3 separate regions of the Mus musculus genome follow, and regions 1 and 3 are each linked to region 2. A link is a contact called in public HiChIP or PLAC-seq data. All regions are on one chromosome and are shown on one strand. Each heading gives the region's core, a stretch centred on a gene start, on an enhancer-like site or on the middle of the called end of the contact. The rest is flanking DNA. Distances are from core to core; before and after follow the strand shown. Region 1 holds the start of 1110008P14Rik (RIKEN cDNA 1110008P14 gene). Region 2 overlaps Prrc2b (proline-rich coiled-coil 2B). Region 3 overlaps Nup214 (nucleoporin 214).

Region 1 (2,783 bases), core at 203-2,702, 220 kb before region 2:
ATCACTTGGAACTGAAGCAACACACAGTTATGAGCCACCATATGGGTGCTGGGAATTGAACCCAGATCCTTTAGAACAGCGCTCCTAACTGCCGAGCCAACTTTCCAGTTTTGCTTATTTATTTATTGTTTTTTTCCCTGTCTGTCTGCATATAAGTATACGCACATATGTTAAGTGCCTGAGGAGGCCAGAGACAAATGGATTTTCCCGGAACCGGTACTACAGGTGAGGATGAACTGCTGATGTGGATGCTGGAAATTGAACTGGGTCTCAGCGCACTGTGTGCTCTTAATTGCTGAGCTATCTTTCTAGCCTAGATCCAGTTTCTTCTGTTGGACCAAGGAAGTCAGCTTCCCATAGCCTCTTGCTGCTGTTGAGCTCTTCAAACTCTCCTGGCACAGACAGGGCTTTCTTCCCTCTTCCTGGCTAATGCAGACATGAGCTTCCCACTGGCACTGTAACAAGTTGCAGCATATACCAGTTGCAGAAGCTCACGTGTACTCTCTTCCAGTTCCAGATGCCCACGCTTGCAGTAGTTTCATGGTGTCCACAGGGCTGTGCTCCTTCTGGGATTTGAGGAAGAATCCTCTTTTCCTCACCCAGCTTTACTAAAGCCTGTATGCTGAGACCAGGCTGCACTCTGGAATAGTCACTGTGCCATGATGCCATGGTGGTCTCTGAGAGTTCCTGAGACACCACCCTGACACAGAGCTGGATCCCGGATTGCTCCTCTGGGTTCAATCCACAATTGGATGTTGACTCTGTACAGGTTTCTTTTCCCCTCCCAGTGGGCATGGAGTCAGGGGATGTGACCACTGGAGGTCTGTATCATGAAGCCTTCCATGATGGAGCGCCACCTTCCACGGCCCCCAGGAGCACCTACAGCAAAGTACACTAAGCCTTCCTTTTCTGTACTGGGAACCTGACACACACTTCCCATTCCTTTTCCAGCCCATGTCATATTTATTGGCGTGAATCAAACCGATTGGCTTCACATCTACTGTCCTGGGCTGGAATCTGGTCTCACCCGAAAAGTGTAGCCGTTGAGAGTCCTAAGAGAAGAGATGAGGCCAAGATTGGCTAAGATAGGACAGGGGTTGTGGATCATCTCGGCTGCATCAAGGGGAGATGGGAAGAAGGCTGATTCCTGGTGACTGGGGAGGAGAGGTGCTGATTCCGAACGCGTAGAGGGGCGGAAGCAGCAGGATGGAGCCTCAAACACATCCCAAGCACTAGCGGGCCAGGGTCTCCACTGCCCGACCTTGCTCCGCTGACAGCGGGTCACTGCGGCCGGGAGAGGGGCGGGGCTCGGAAGCGAGAGGAGGAGGAGCCCGAGAGGGGACGGGGCGGAGCCATGTTTGTGAGCGCGATAGAGCGCCCAAGCAAGGAGGGGGCGGAGCTTAAGGGCGTGGTTGCGCGGGGGCCTACGGGCTGGGCTTTGGGCGGGGCTCAGGGCGGGCCCCGGTGCGCCGCTGCGTTCCACGCTTCCGGCCCGGTGCTCAACCAGCTGCTCGCACCTTCCGCCCAGCGCCGGCTTTCCGCGCGACGATCGCCAAGTTCCATCTTCGCGTGGCCTCTGCGGCGCCCGAGCCCGCAATGTCGGGCCCCAACGGGGACCTAGGCATGCCGGTGGATGCGGGCACGGAAGGAGAGAATGACAGCTTCGGGGAAGCAGGTGACCTGGGGTGGGTTGGTGTTGCTGAGGCGACCTTTGCATTGCCGGGAGTACTGTCCGAGGGTCTGGAATCGGGCGGGGATGTGGGGCGTGGGAGGGACTAAGGAGATGTCTCACTCTGCCTGAGTGGCTCTGGAGTTGTCCCCACAGCCACCTCGGAGGCGATGGCGAGCAATAGCGAACGGAGCGCTGCAGTGCTGGAGAACTATCGCTAACCAGCCCTGCTGTCGCATAGGGAAACTGAGGCAGCTTCAGAGACGCTTGTGGGTTTGGGATTTGCTTCAGACACTTTCCTCGCTGAAGAGGGGGCGGGTCCTGCATGGCTCTGCAGGAGGTGTTGGCCGGGTGGGCGCCCCACTATGCTGAGTCAGCACCCCAGCCACCTGGTTTTGCTGGTGTGACCTGCTTATTGAGTACTGTGTTTGGGTGCACAGCACTGCAGAAGGACCTCAGGGGACTCATCAGCCCACATACTGTTTTTGCACGTTTGGGAACCTCAGTTTTCCCATCAGCAATATTGGGCACATTGGTGTCTTCTGTATTGAGGTGTAGTGGGATTTAAGGGGAAATGGGATAGAAATGGTGAGACTCCAGAGTACAATTTCCTTCTGAAAGCGGGTTTTTGTTTTTGTTTTGTTTTGTCTGAGTGTAGTCAAGTCTGGTGTGGTGCCTTACCTAGAGGGCAGGCAGGACTTTACTGTGCAATAAGGATGGGGTATGCTTTTGCTTTGTTATAAAAACTTTATTAAGCTGTAGGTCACACTGTAGGTTGTACCATTTAAAATGTACAGTTCTGCAGTTTCATATATTCACAGCATAGCCATTGTCACAACAGACTCAGAATATTTTCAGCACCTGGGTTCTGCTCTTTAATAAAGGTTGCCATCCACCTGGAGGTAGGCGGTGGGACACTAGTGTTGGGGAACAGTGACTGCTGGCAGCCATGGTGAACATAAGGGAATTTAGTGAGGAGGTGGCGTAACTCTGAGTGACACTGAGATGGTGGGGAGGAGGCTGTCCCAGGACATTAGCTAGGAAGTACCCTGGACATAGGTGGAACCTGCAGACCTCTCCTGGCCCTTCTGCTAGCCTCCCACGGCATGCAAGG
Region 2 (2,971 bases), core at 78-2,577:
GCCTGCCTCTGGACTTGACTTTACTTGGTAAAAAACAGCCTTGTTGGGTTGGAGAGATGGCTCAGTGGTTAAGAGCACTGACTGTTCTCCCGAAGGTCCTGAGTTCAAATCCCAGCAACTACATGGTGGCTCACAACCATCTGTAATGAGATCTGCCGACGTCCTCTTCTGGTGCATCTAAAGACAGCTACAGTGTACTTAGATATAATAATAAATAAATCTAAAAAAAAAAAAGAAAGAAAGAAAGAAAGAAAGAAAGAAAGAAAGAAAGAAAGAAAGAAAGAAAACACAGCCTTGTTGTTTAAGACAGTGGCTGCCTTCTGATGCCTCAGTTTCAGAAGATGACACCGGAAGGAACAGGAAAATAAGCTCGAAGAAACAGGCAAAAATGCCCCAAAATGACAGCCACAGGTCACCTGAGAAGGCAGCAGTGCTGTAGGGAAAGAGCCCAGCCAAGACCAGGACAGAGGCTCCAGGGTGTGAGACCTCAAAAGCCACTCAAGGTGGAAAGGCAAAGCCTAGTCTGCCCCCGCCCCCAACCTCAAGGCGGCAATAAAGGAGATGCGGAAACCTTTACGGCTGGTCTTCAGCTCAATGGAGCTGTGCCCTTAAAAGGGACTGTGGGGGCCCAGTGTCCTCCTCCCCCTTCTTTTAAGGCTGTCCTGGTAGTAGTTGATATGTAGACCAGGCTGGCCTTGAACTCTCAGAGAACAGCCTGCCTCTGTCTCCCAACTGCTGGAACTAAAGGCATGCACCACTGCCTGGCTTTCCTTTCTTTTTCCTCCCTGGTTGGTAATGGGTTGAGCATCACATGCTCCCATCAACATGTGCTGCCTTGTCACAGGGCCAACCAACCATGGACCGGACGCTGCAGAACTGTGGACCTTTGTCCTTCTTCCGTAAGTTACCACAGGTATGTGTTAACAGTGACAGGAAGCTCACCAGCAGAGACAGGCTATCGAAAGCAATGCATCTGGTTCTAGACATTTTTGTCCTTCAGCTCACTGACCGTCCCTTCTGTCTTTATGTCACTACCTCCATGACTGAGGCTTTCATGACATCCTCATACCTGGTGGGACAGCCCCTCAGCTCTGTTCTTCAGGAATGCCCTCATTATTTTTGGCTTTTTGCATTTTCAAAGAAATTTAAGAAATCGGTTTGTATATTTCTAAACAAATGCCAACAAGAAGAGGCTGCTGGGGCCGCTCCTGGAATTACATGAAGCTGGAGATCAGTCTAGGCAGAAACTACACCCTCTCAGGACCACGCTGGCAAGCCTGTGGGGCCGTACATGGCAGCTCTGGGCACTGCCGGTGCTGTGCTAATCAAGCCACAACTGGAAAGGCATGGTATCGCTGCCACACCCTGCCTAGGACTGACAAAACACACAGGCGCATGCATTGAAGACCCGAGACTGTTGGTGCCTCGTGATCTAACGGAAGTAGGCCAGATGCCCATCACCCTACAGTGGGTAAACACTGTGTTGACTATTCAGCAGTGAGAACAAATAAACTCAAGGCTGTGTGGACGAAGCGCACAAAGTGATGCTGGAGGAGAGACAAGTAAAAGGCGGAGAGCTACTCTGCAAAGGTCGGGGACAAGCCACACACAGAAGAATGGACCCGACATGAACGTAAATGTGCAGAGCAATTTTAAAATAAAAGTCATAAACACAAGAGAAAATATACATAAATTTCCACAGCTTGGTACACAAAGCCCACTCAAATAGGTGCAAAGAAGATACCAGCTCCCTGCCCCCAGGGAGAACGCAAAGGTACTCAAAAAGGAGTTTGTATCAGCCTTGAGGGAAAGTCCAAAATCCAGAAAAACAAACAAAATCTCTGTCCACAGAGGCTAAAACAATTCAAAAAGAAGCCAGGTTTGGTGGTCCATGCCTATGACTGAAGGCTGAGGCAGCAGAATTGCTGTTAGCTCCAAGCTACCCTGGGCTACACAGCAAGACCCTGTCTAAAAATAAGGAAAGAAAAGACAGAAGAAAAGAAAGCCTCAATAAGTTCGAAAACCTGACTTCGGGGACTGGGGGCGGGAGTGCGGGCTGGATGGGCGCAGGCTACAAGGGTCAGACAAGCCCTCAACCACTGAGTTCCACCTCTAGCTCCTCAAACCCTCAAATCGATGAAGAACTCAGGCCCTTTGAAAAGCAGAGGGACCCACTCCAAGTTCAAGACCAGCCTGGTTTACATAGTGAGTCTCATGTCACGGACAGATACCTCCTTTCAACAAACCAACCAACCCAAAAAAAGATTTTAAAATAGAGAATTTAAACAACCTGGTATGTTACTCACACCTGCCATCCTAAACTCAGTAGGCAAAGAGGGGCGTTGGGGGTTCCCGGGGGTACCTGCCTTTCTCATAAACCAGAAAAAAGGGGAGGTGTTCTGGAGAGAGAACTCAGCAGGTAAGACCAGAATCTGGTTCCCAGCACCCACAACACGCAGTTCACAGCCACCGTGTAACTCCAGCTCCAGGACACCTAGCGACTGTCCTCTGGACTTCTTTAGCCGCCGCTGCCGCTGCCGCCGCCCCCACCACCGCCGCCGCCAGCACCACCACCATGTACACACAAAAGAAAAGCAAAACCCATCTAAAACTAAACAAAATCAAAACCACAGCCTGCAGAAGAAAATGCCACAAATAAGCCAGGACATTACACAAGAAAGATTAAAAAAAAAATACATGTGAACTCAGAGGACATGCTGTGACTTCAGACAGTAAAACCCCAACACAGACATACCTATGTCAAGCAACCAACTATTAAAGGTCGGGAAAAGGCACTGGGGAGATGGCTCAGTGGTTACAACCACTTGTGGCTCTTGTGGAGGCCCTGGGTTCAGTTCCCAGCATCCATACGATAGCACATATCCCTCTGTGACTGCAGTCCCAAGGGACCCAGCCCCATCCTCTGATCTCCACAGGCACCAGACTCAGTTAACTTGAGAATCAAGAACCC
Region 3 (3,011 bases), core at 171-2,670, 160 kb after region 2:
AAAGAAAGCTCGTTTCTGGTAGCATGTGCAGTCTCAGAAAGCCTACTTCTAGGCAAAGCAACGTGTATGAGGGTTAACACACTCATGCTTTTCTGGAGTACTTCCTCGTTCTCAGCACACAGCATTCTATTCCTTCTACAAAGCACAAGCACAAACCAGACCATGACAGGCAGCTGCAAGCTCGCCCGTCTTCAGCATCACTTTAAACAGCCACCTTAATTAATTTTCCCTCATGCTCATGCTTACATTCCCAGCCCTTGGGAGACTGAGGCAGGAGGAATGCCAAGCACCCAAGGCCTTCGGGACAATAAACGGTGAGAGCATTTCTCAAAATGCTAATCAAACAAACAAACCAAAAAAAAAAAAAAGTGGGGGTGGGAAGAAAAATATTTTCTCAAAAGGACAACTTGGAAAACTAACAAATGTACAAGAGGACTGCTCTCTGTTTTCTAAGGTGTGTTTACTTAGTGTGTGTCAGAGTATGAGCACTATGAACATACAGAGCTTGTGCAAAGAAGATGGTCAGATTCCTTGAAGCTGGAGTTACAGGCAGCTGTGCAGTACCCAATGTGGGTGATGGGAATTGAACTCAGGTCCTCTGGAAGATCAGCCAGGACTGTTAACCATTGAGCCATCCTATCCAATCCCATGGGGAATTCTCTTTTTTTTCCATTGTTCTAGGTTTATTTGATGTTTTCCTTGGCATGACACTTGGGTGGTTGGTTCCATCATCCATATTTCATTTCACATAATAATATTGAAATAATCTTACATTTCACAAAATATTGCAATGTACACCACAGACACATAACACATAAATTATCCTGTAGCACAGTTATGTACAAGATATGCATATGAAAGGAAATAAAACTGTAATTCATGTAATGTATGTCAAATAGCCCAAAGAGTTGTTTGTGAGCTTTGAAACCTGGGGCTGAGAACATAGCAGAACAGACCAGGACATGCCCGGGCAGGCCCATCGCCTCCCTATCTCCTACCCCTCTGACCTAAGTTAAATGTTACAGCTGATGTTTAAATGGACCAATCATGTGAAACCGCGCCAATTCCTCCCCCAGCCCCACTCCTTTTCTATAAAAACCCCTAGCTTCCAAGCCTCGTGGTCGAATCCACTGTCTCCTGTTATGTGAGATACGTTTCGACCCGGAGCTCCGCCATTAAAAACCTCTTGTTGTTACATCAAGGTGTTGTGTTCTATTCGTGATTCTTGGGTGCACGCCGAATCGGGAGCTGAGTGGGGGTTTCCCCACTGAGTTCTTTCACATAATGGACTTAGACACTGCAGCCAGGTTATGACTAACTGGGAACTCGCTGGCCTAGGCATGTTTGATATGGGCGCGCAGCTCAGCAATGCAGCAGGCTTACAGGATAACTGAAGCCTGCACAGTTGGCAGTGTGTCTTGGAGACAGTGGGACTGTCACACTAGCCATGTTACCACTACACAAGTCCCACCTGGCAGCAGGGTGGAGCTGTGAGGTGCTTCTGTGAATCTCCCCACAGATCTGCTTCCTCTCTCCAACACTTGTACCTTCCCACTGAAAACATCTGAAATGCTTTTCAATTATTTTATACGTTTGATACAAGATAAAAATCATTCAATGTAATTCCTCAAGAACATGTTATCGGTGGCAACAAAGGGTAACGTATACCTTCTTGATGTTTGGGCTTTGACAATTGAAATGCTAGACATTGAACATGTGGTATAGACACACAGAAGTCAACTGCCTTATCCCCGAGCTACTCTCAACCCTTACAAAATGCATATTCTTTTTTTTGTTTGTTTTCGAGACACGGTTTCTCTGTATAGCCCAGGCTGGCCTTGAACTCAAAGATTCATTCACCTGCCTCTGCTTCCCAAGTGCTCGCATTAAAGGCGTGCACCACCACGCCCAGTTAAAATTCAAGTTATCATTTTAAAATTCCATGCATAAGATGTGATGCAAACTCATTTATATAAATTACAACGGCCATCACTCAGGGTTTTGTAAATGATACATGTAAAGGTGAAATGGCTAAGCAGGAGGAAAGGTGCCTGTGAGATTTTTACTTGTGCTCCTACAAAAAGCGGAGGGGATAACATGTCCTCGCCCTCACCTCTGTCTCTTCTTCTGCTCCAGATGCCGATCCCACTCTAAGTCTAGGACGTCATTCACATCCTGGACAGCAAATTTCACGTACTGGTGAAGGCGGCGAATTTCCTACAAGAGAAAAATTAAAAGGCAAATGATTCATTGTTCTGGTAGCTAGCTGGGTAGCTGGGGGGAAGATGCATTAAAGTATTCAAAAATAATCTTGAAATATTTCTATATTGAGAACTGTATGAACAAGGAAAACACTAGGCTTTAATATATCCATTAAATAAAAGCCATTTAATAAAATGAAAAACGGAAATTCCATTTCTGCAGTAGTGTAACAGAGATGGAGCAGAGACTGGGGGAGAGGATGAGAGGAACAGACGCACCCACTTCCTCTCCCCTGCTGCCCCTGGGAAGGGTGGGACTTGCAGGAGCAGCCCACTATGCTCACTCACAGTGCGCCCATTTAGTTCTCCTCCCCCATTATGAAATGAACTGTCAAGTAGACAAGCTGATTCAACAATTGGTGCTGGGAATACCTCTGACCCTAGATATTCATAGCACAGAACATACAGGCCATCTCACCATTTGAGAAGCACTATTCAAAAATACACAATGCTATCCATACTGGAAGTCAACTCACCACACCTAAAACTCCAACAGGCTGCTAAGCCTGTAATAACACTCTTTCAGCTGGGGGCACAGCTAACCTTCATGGCTATACGATTTTTCACTCAAAAATTAAAAATGGAGCTAATTATTTAATCAACGAAGTATACAGGCACTGAGAACAGCCCAGGAGGCTCTTCACACATGGCACTTATCTGACTGTGGGGAAATGTATTTCACACACATTCTGAGAAAAGTGTTCTGTCTCAACCATAAAACAGAAAATGTCATTTAGAAAGAGCCAAGCT

The links. HiChIP or PLAC-seq counts read pairs in DNA pulled down with a chosen protein or histone mark.
Region 1: a contact with region 2 is called in a FOXA1 HiChIP or PLAC-seq map of pancreatic cancer cells. The contact joins the promoter of 1110008P14Rik here to the enhancer-like site in region 2. A contact is called at or near these places in 1 of 484 Hi-C or Micro-C datasets (neutrophils), 8 of 115 datasets of contacts at active chromatin or transcription factors (bone marrow-derived macrophages, embryonic stem cells, epiblast stem cells and 3 more) and 2 of 9 other capture datasets (adipose tissue and liver).
Region 3: an H3K27ac HiChIP or PLAC-seq map of embryonic stem cells shows a contact between it and region 2, with 6 read pairs. The contact joins two enhancer-like sites. A contact is called at or near these places in 1 of 39 promoter capture datasets (hippocampal neurons), 1 of 115 datasets of contacts at active chromatin or transcription factors (embryonic stem cells) and 2 of 9 other capture datasets (adipose tissue and macrophages).

The regions. Positions count from the first base shown.
Region 1 is chr2:32,380,584-32,383,366 of GRCm38.p6, reverse strand. It overlaps 1110008P14Rik (RIKEN cDNA 1110008P14 gene), which reads left to right and starts at 1,452. Exons shown (of 2, transcript NM_198001.2): 1 at 1,452-1,675. The coding sequence starts at 1,597.
Region 2 is chr2:32,163,152-32,166,122 of GRCm38.p6, reverse strand. All of the region lies in intron 1 of Prrc2b (proline-rich coiled-coil 2B), which reads right to left. Among named protein-coding and RNA genes, the nearest start is that of Prrc2b, 13 kb to the right of the region's middle. Within about 2 kb of position 1,327, at least 88 of the 459 cell types and tissues checked have an H3K27ac peak or open chromatin away from gene starts, as enhancers often do. A contact at or near this core is called in embryonic stem cells, extraembryonic endoderm stem cells, liver and 1 more, where this site is marked.
Region 3 is chr2:32,005,895-32,008,905 of GRCm38.p6, reverse strand. Nup214 (nucleoporin 214) reads right to left here. Exons shown (of 36, transcript NM_172268.2): 18 at 2,114-2,217. Among named protein-coding and RNA genes, the nearest start is that of Gm13609, 10 kb to the left of the region's middle. Within about 2 kb of position 1,420, at least 18 of the 459 cell types and tissues checked have an H3K27ac peak or open chromatin away from gene starts, as enhancers often do. A contact at or near this core is called in embryonic stem cells, where this site is marked.